2 separate regions of the Rattus norvegicus genome follow, and region 1 is linked to region 2. Evidence: chromatin contacts called from public Hi-C data. All regions are on one chromosome and are shown on one strand. The core of a region is the stretch at or near the end of the contact, and the rest is flanking DNA. Distances in the headings are between cores, read along the strand shown.

Region 1 (3,782 bases), core at 1,245-3,744, 220 kb after region 2:
CCACCCCCCCACACCCACTCCCACCCCCTGGTACCTTAGGTATGTGTACTTACTGGTTTCCTCCTTCAAATGGCAGAGAGGAACAGTCTAGAGCAGGGAGCACAATGTCCTCAGGGACTCATGGTCTTTCCTTTCCCCACAGTGGATTGGTTTCCTGTCTTCCGAGATCTAGTCAACATTGGCTTGAAAGCCTTTGCCTTCTGTGTGGCCACCTCACTGACACTGTTGACTGTGGCTGCTGGCTGGCTCTTCTACCGACCGCTGTGGGCTGCTCTACTCGGCTGCCTGGCTCTGGTGCCCATTATCATTGCACGGACCCGGGTGCCAACCAAAAAGCTGGAGTGAAGCCTCAGAGGCTAGGCTCCCTGTCACCTCTGCCCAGCTCTAGCTGGGGCAGGCATCTACACACCCCACTCTTTGAGAGGCCAGTGTCCACATCTGCATGTAGGGTTTGCTCTTCACCAGCTCATGTCTTCTCCACTCCACTTCTTGCCAAAATGCAGCTTTGGTGGGCAGAAGCAGCGTGAGGTGGCAACCCAGCAAGTACTGTTCTGCTTAATGCCTTCCCTTCTCGAGCTGTCAGCTGACCTGCTGGTGAAGGGCTCAGCCTCCCTGCCCATCCCTCCTTGCTGGAACCAAGTGCCAGGACTGCCACAACCGCCAGCTACAACCGCAACCCCAGAAAACAGCCATCACTCTCCACTGCTGGCGACACCTCATCAGTAGGACACCCAGGCTTGGAGGAGTGCACCCCACATCAGGTCTCTGGGTAGAACCTGATGTGGCCTAAAGTTAACACTGAAGATCTTGTCCCGAAGGTCTCTGTCACTGTGGCAGGACAGAGTGCTTCTATATAAGCCCTCAGGCCTCTGGTTCTAGGTTCTATTGCTTCACTTCTCGTGTTTTCCTTCCCAAAAAGGATCGTGTGAACGGTTCACACTTGACAGTTGCTGTTACTGAAATTAACTCAGCAGGAATGGTGTTTCAGCGGGCGTGGCTTGCCTGGTTTTAGCTCCTGAGGCATGGGGAAGCTTCACTTTTGCTATGCTTTTGAACCAGTGTTAGGGGATGCACCGTCATGCTGGGTTGGGACTGTGGAGGAACACATCCCTTTTGTCCTCTGCTATCAGACCATCTGTTCACTTGGAGGTCATTTTTATGTTGTAGTCAGTATTCTAAGAAAAGGCTGGAAGCTTTTCTAAGTGACCTCCAGTCAACTGAAGCCAAGAATCAGGACTCAGGCTTCCTACAGGAGGCCACGTCTGGCCCTTTTCTGTGGGACCGCTTTTGACCTTGACACTCCAGCCCCAAGTAGTTGCTGCAGGGCGGTTCTTTTTGCATTTAATGTCCATCACTGTCCTCATCCCAGGTAAAATTCATCCATACCAATGGATAGAATTTCTAAGTTACCTTGCTACTATTACACCCTTTGAAAGGGATACTTAGCCCTGATGTTATCACAGAGCCTTGGTTTATCCTGTATCGTTTCTGTTTGCAAACTGGTTGCTGTAGCAACAAGAGTGTTTGGTGGCTGACCAAGGTATCAGGCCCTCTGGCCCTAGTGACAGTTCCTTTCATGTCCTATGGCTTCTGTGCTTTCAGCTGGGTGAAATACAGCCGGAGACGGCTTACTGGGTTTAGGATGGAAATGATAATTCACTACTGTTCAGTGCACGCTGGAACAATCCCATCGAAACTCCCCAGATGGTTTGGGAAAATACAGTACAGTTAGTGATGCTTAAATACGCAACGCTTGGGATTCGGTCTGTGTAACATTTTCTTCTATGGTCTCTACCTGCCAGCTCAAAAGTTAGGAGAAAATTATAGAAGAGTAATTTGATGTCTTTGAGGAACCATGAGGTTTGTATTCTTTGTATTAAATTTTGAAATAAATTTCTACTTATCTTTTGGTATAGGATCTTGCCAGTAGTCTTTTGTTGTTCATTCTTTTAAGGACTCAGACCCATTCCAACCCCCTCAGCTCCTTGTCAATGGTTTCAGTTCTTTCTGAAAGGGCAGCTCAATATTTGCCCTAAGTCTACTTTGTCTTGGCTTTACTTAAAGTAAGTGACTCATGCTTCATGAACCTTGAGAATGTGCTAGGAGCATGAGCTGAAAGCACTGTTTTTGAGTGGCACACAGATCATGTCTGTCTTATTGACTCATGGTGTTGGGCCAGCCTGCTGCATTTGTAAAATGGGGTCAGAGCCTGTCACCATACATGGGTGTGAGGAATAAATCAATTGTAGCCCAAGTACCTGGGGCATGGCGCCTCTGCCCATCTGAGGCACTGCCACGCTGTTCTCAAGCAGGCAAACTTTCCAAGCCTAACATGTCATTCCCATCATGCCTCCTCACAGCTGCCAGAACAGGTTACATCTCAAGAGACATAGTCATGCCTAACCAAAACCCCAGAAATGAAATCGAGTGTAGGAAGTTTGTCAGGCTCTGGTGCAGAAAGTACGAGAGTGCAGTTTCCATGGTGACCCTAGTCTGTTTCTCTTCCAGTGTCCAACATGAGTCATACCCCAAATGTTTTGTTTGTTTGCCTTGGTAAGAGTGACTCAACATTTTAAAGATTCTAAGATGAAGCAATATCAAATATGGTCAACACAAAAGCTTCCTTGGTGTGTGAGGAGTTCCACGCCTCCATGAAAATACACCTGAGCTTTCTCCAAGTCTCACCCACGGCACACAGAAAATTCCTGGACCCTCCTAGCTGGCTTAAGACCTGAAAGAAAATGAGCAGCCAAGGGCTTTTAGGTAAATTCTTTATTTCCTGTAGGTTCTATAAAAGGACTCTTTCCTGAGTAGTACATACAGCAGCTTAGAAAATGTATCACCAGTACAAAGTAAATGTATCCAGAATTGAATAAAATGTAGCCAAAAACTAATAATCTTTTATGAACATTTTCATAATTCTCTATTTGTTTTCTTTTTTTCATTCTTGATTTTTAGCTTTGTTCTAGTCTTCTGTCAGTATAAAATCCCAAAAGTGCCTTGACAAGAGATGACCTGTGTTCTCTGACAAAAGAGCAGCAGGCAGTACAGGAAACCTGACTCAGGAAGGCAGGCCTGAAAAGCAAATGCCCTGGGTCTGAAGGAGAGAGGAGAGCAAGCATTCTACATGTGAACTGCACTAAAGGAGGATTCCTCTCATTGCTCCAATACCCATAATTTCCCAGTGACTTCTATTTAAAAAAACAGAAATAAAGGGTAGATAAGGCATGGTGGTATATGCATATAATCTCAGCCCTCACTATAAGACAGGGATTTTAAATTTGACACCAGCTGGGAAAACAAATAAGACCCTCTAAAACTCACTCCCATTTCCAAAGACAGGAATACCAAGGTCCAGGGGTCAGAGGGTATCTCCCAGTAAAGTGTTCCAAACACCAGAGTAGACTCTGGGCAGCTTACCGCACCACCCTATGGGGATCCAGCTGGGCTGGTGTCAGACTGATCTGCAGCACAACTTCCTAGTCCCCAGGCCCATCAGCTATCTGCCTTCTCTGGCCTCGAGGACACTGGCTTCATAGCTTCTCAAATGGGAAGAGATGGGAAGCCTCTGCTGCCCGCCTTCTCCGAGTCATCTTCGTGTAGTCGGGCTTCTGTTCTTCTTTAGTCTCTCGGTTCTGTGGCCAGGAAGCAGCCAGAACTCTGGCAGCTTCTGCTTGTGAACTGGTCCCTTCCTCTTCATCAGAAGAGAGTCCGCCTCCTGCATTTGCATGGGGAGCTGCTGCCTCACTCTGGGGGAAAGGCAGGGAGGGGCCACAGTTAAT
Region 2 (4,016 bases), core at 1,033-3,532:
TCTGCCATACTCTCTAACCATGTTCCATTAATAAAATGAATGCTCACAGACATGCATATAAAACAAAAGCACAAGACCCATGGGGCTCAAGAGCCATGGGACTCAAGAGCCATGGAACCCAGGGTCATCCGCAGTTTTAGGTGCTTAGCGAGGATCTTGGAGTGAGGTCTGAGTGAATTCACCAAGGGAGACTGTCACAGCCCTAAGGAGTATGGCCATACAGGTTGTTGAAGAGTTCAAAGAATGGCTGGGGTTAAAACAACTAGGGATGAGGTGGAGTGGAAAGAAAAGGAGGGAGAAAGTAGAGACCCCAGGTAGAGGCAGAACCTGTGGCCTCTATCACAGGAAGAGTCCAGGGTACTACTGAGCCTCCAGGGCCAAGGGTCTTACACACCCTTACATTTGCCACTGCTGAGGTTATCACAGGGCTATCCAATGCTTGAGAGCTGTAACATTAGTCCTTATAGGAGCTGAGGGGCCCAGTAACTTAGAACAACCTGGGAGCTACACCACCAGAAGGTAGCTGCTTGCTGCCCCAGTTAGCTGAGTGCCAGGGCCTCTGGGGGTTAAAGCGCAAGGTGATGGACTTCCAGCAGGAACCCCTACAGCTCTGAGCTTCCAGCTCCTAAGTCTGTATTCCAGGGCTGTAGCTGCAGCCTCTGGTTCTAACATCTGTCAGTTCAGCTTCCAGCACCTCGGCACTCAAGGACTAGGACTGCTCAAACTGGAAGACTTCTCTTTGTCTTCTCTGACCCATATCTGGGTAGAGAAGAACCCTATTGGCTGATCAGTAACAGCAAGATTCTGGGGACTGCCACAGAGCTTCAACAACATCATTCATCTAGCTTGGAATCTGATATCTCCATGGCTGCGACCTCGCCAGGCCATAGGCAGTGTGTGGTGACACCTGGCGGCCAAGAGAGGAATTGTTAGCAGTTGGTGTAGATAGGGAAAGCGTCGTTCTAATCAGTGTAGGACTGGGCAGTAGCCCAGGAGCACATAAGCAAGGATGTGCGGAGCCCGGATGACGCCTTTTTACCTGATTCCAAACTCTAATGGACATGCTGCCTTCCCTGTCACCCCTGCCACAGGCCAGGAATCCCTGTTGCTTTGGATGTGGTTGCCTGGCTCTTCAGGGGCCCCACGTCCTATTTTCTCTCTGTATATAGAAATTGTACTGGTTTGAGACCTGCTGCTGGAGAGCGCCATAGGGGTTAAGAGGCCCACTGGAGCCCCACCATGACCTTCTTGGTATTCTGATAACTGTAACTTCTATGTAATTGGCATTTTAGAAATGCTAGGTGTGCCTAGCTGCCAGCCCACATGTGCAGACATGGGCACAGGTGTGTACATGCTGGGGGAGAGGCCCTCTGGAAAGGTGACTCCTGTGTGTGACCAGTATAGGGTGCTATAGCATTTGCTGAGAGTTGGTCTGCCCACCCATGTGAGAGCAGGCAGTTCTGACAGCTGTGCTGGGGCAGTGACTGTAAATGGGGCTTGTCCTACACCAGATGTCTGGACACCAGGTGTCTGTGTCTCTCGGTAAACACATGTGATTGTGGGGAGCTTGGTCAGTGACACCCAACCTCCAGCTCTGTGCAGTTTGGTCTTGTGGTTCCCAGGCGCTTGTCCAGCCATTCTCAGGGGTAGGAAGCAATCCAGCTTGGCCTACTTACCTTGCCTGCTCTGAGAGGGACAGGAGGCTGCATGTGATCTTACACCTCGCCTGAATCATCCTCCCTTCCATGCCTGTCTTCACTTTATAAGCCCAGAGAGGTTGCATATTCTCCTTAGAATCACACAGGGTCCCCAGCTAGGGCTGATGAGAGGCTAGGGTGAGGCTGGTCTGTCTGATCCTATCTGCCTAAGCCTGCTGCCTCAGGAGGCGGTTGTCAGGAGCTAGCAGGGCATGCCTTAGCTCCCATGTTCTATGTAAATCTCACCATGGCTCCCCATTGCTTGCAATACAAAGTTCAAGTTTCAGAGCCCACCATCCTGGCTCCACCCTCTTCAGTCTTATAGTCATTACTCCCTGCTGAACCCTGTGTACCAATCACCTTAGCCACTCTTCTTTCCGAGATCCTTGTAGCCTCCTCTTCCAACTCTGTACCTTTTGCTTGGAGAGCCTGGAAACTCCTATTCATCCTGCAACACCCAGCTCTGACCATCCTCCACAGAGTAGGTGCTTCCCCAACTGCCTTCTAGTTGCCTGCTAGTAGCACTTCTCAGGTCATATGCAAATGAGCCTCCCTTCTAAGTCCCCAGCACCCAGCACCAGGCACAGAACAAAGCAGGCACAGATAAATGCTGAGTGAATCAACAGCACAGGCGCGCTCTTGCTGGAATGCAGACTAGCTGGGAGGAAAGTGGTGACTCTTTTTCCACTATTCGGAGTTTGCCAAAAGATCCAGAGCAGGCCAGGGCTGGGGGAAGGGGCAGGTTGATGTAACAGTTGGAATAGCCCAGGTATCCTCTTTCTACCCCTGAAGCACATGCTCCTGGCTTCTCCTTGGCAGGGGTTGCTGATAGCTTCAGCTCTGGTGTCAGGTACGGGGCTCAACCTCTGAGACTGTCTGTGTCCTGGTAGGTTAGTCAGAGTTAGCCTCATCCTTCTTTCTGTCCATTTTATCAGATAGGGAGCTCAAGGCCAGTTCTGCTTGGCTGACACTAAGGTTTCTGTCCTCCCTGTTCTAGGACTTTGACCTTTGAAGCTCAGGAAGGGTGGGGACAGGAAGGGACAGTAGGGCTGTGCTGGCTCCAGGGCTTTGGCATCAGGGTCAGGGTTTATGCCTGAAGTTCCCATCCAGAGCCGAGTCATCAGGTCAACGCCCTTGGGTCAGCTGAGCCATCCCTGTGAGAGGTTGGCAGAGTCGAGAGACGGTAGCTGGGATTGAGGCTTTCTAAGCACCATCCTGCCTCCAAAGGTCAGGCCCAAAGAGAATAAGGATCGTCTTGTCACGGCTTGGGGACAAGAACTCCTGGGAGAAACCCACCAGCACCAAGAAGACAAAGTATGCCATGACCCAGGTCTGGGCCATTCTTTCTGTGGGTCAGGCTGGGAGGCTTCAGCTTTTTCACTGCGAGCAGCACAGTGTTGGTAGCCATATTCTGGCCTGCTCACCCTGCACAATGTAATTTGTGTCCTCTTGGTGAGTCTCCTCCAGACTACATGGCCTTTGTGCAATATCCCACTTGTGCCTCCAGGCATGGGTGCTAGAGATGAAGTTTCTAAATAGGTAGGGGTAAGATGTGGTTCTGCATGGAAGAGAAGAGGGAGTGAGGTGTTGGCCTATGCTGATAGTAAACTGAGTCCCAGTAACTGGCACCAGGTATGGCATAAAGCAGAACATAAACAACCTTGCATACACAGCCCAGGGAAAAGGCGGATCTTTTCCAGCTAGTTAGACAGGTATGTTTGTCAAAATGTTTGGGCTAGGGCCAGAGCAAAATGCAGGGGTGGGCTGGGTGATCATGAAAAGGGTGAGCGAGAAAGATGTGCATAGGATAGTCCAATCTGGAACAGGAGGGAGGAGAGACAGCCTGTTGGCAACTCTGTTGCCTTGGGCTGGAAATATGACTTCTCTTTCACTCTCCCATATCCTATCTATTGGACCCCAGAACATTCTAGAACCTGACCTCCCCTCCCTCTCTGTTCCCAATATTTGCACCACTGGTGAGTCCTGCAAAATGAACTCTTAGGACATTCCAATCTTGATGCCTTCCCTCTGTAAGCTTCTCTATTCCAGACCATCCAACTGAGGGTCATCCTTGTGTACAGTCCTAGCTGCTCTGGCCTGACCACTACCCTGCCTCTCTTGCTGCTAGCCTCCAGGGCCCAGTGTGCACTTCTACTGTGTTTCTGCAGGATGCTTCTGTGGACACAGCCCTTTCTCTGCAGAGTGCCTGGCCACCTGGGCTAACCTACCCCTGTCCACCTTGCGGTTCTGTGGTTCTCTGGAGCCTACCTCTCAGACTCACTTTCCCTTTGCCTCCACATCACCCTGATGTTCTGTAGG

The links. A called contact is a pair of places that touch in the nucleus more often than the background predicts.
Region 1: a contact with region 2 is called in a Hi-C map of the A7r5 cell line, with 4 times the contacts expected there. The contact joins two enhancer-like sites. A contact is called at or near these places in 3 of 12 Hi-C or Micro-C datasets (the A7r5 cell line, Schwann cells and hepatocytes).

The regions. Positions count from the first base shown.
Region 1 is chr4:125,548,072-125,551,853 of GRCr8, forward strand. Tmem43 (transmembrane protein 43) reads left to right here. Exons shown (of 12, transcript NM_001007745.1): 12 at 143-1,915. The coding sequence ends at 345. It overlaps Xpc (XPC complex subunit, DNA damage recognition and repair factor), which reads right to left. Exons shown (of 16, transcript NM_001107874.1): 16 at 2,762-3,749. The coding sequence ends at 3,534. Among named protein-coding and RNA genes, the nearest start is that of Tmem43, 15 kb to the left of the region's middle. Within about 2 kb of position 2,495, at least 26 of the 93 cell types and tissues checked have an H3K27ac peak or open chromatin away from gene starts, as enhancers often do. A contact at or near this core is called in the A7r5 cell line, where this site is marked.
Region 2 is chr4:125,328,224-125,332,239 of GRCr8, forward strand. No RefSeq gene overlaps it. Among named protein-coding and RNA genes, the nearest start is that of Fbln2, 69 kb to the left of the region's middle. Within about 2 kb of position 2,283, at least 28 of the 93 cell types and tissues checked have an H3K27ac peak or open chromatin away from gene starts, as enhancers often do. A contact at or near this core is called in the A7r5 cell line, where this site is marked.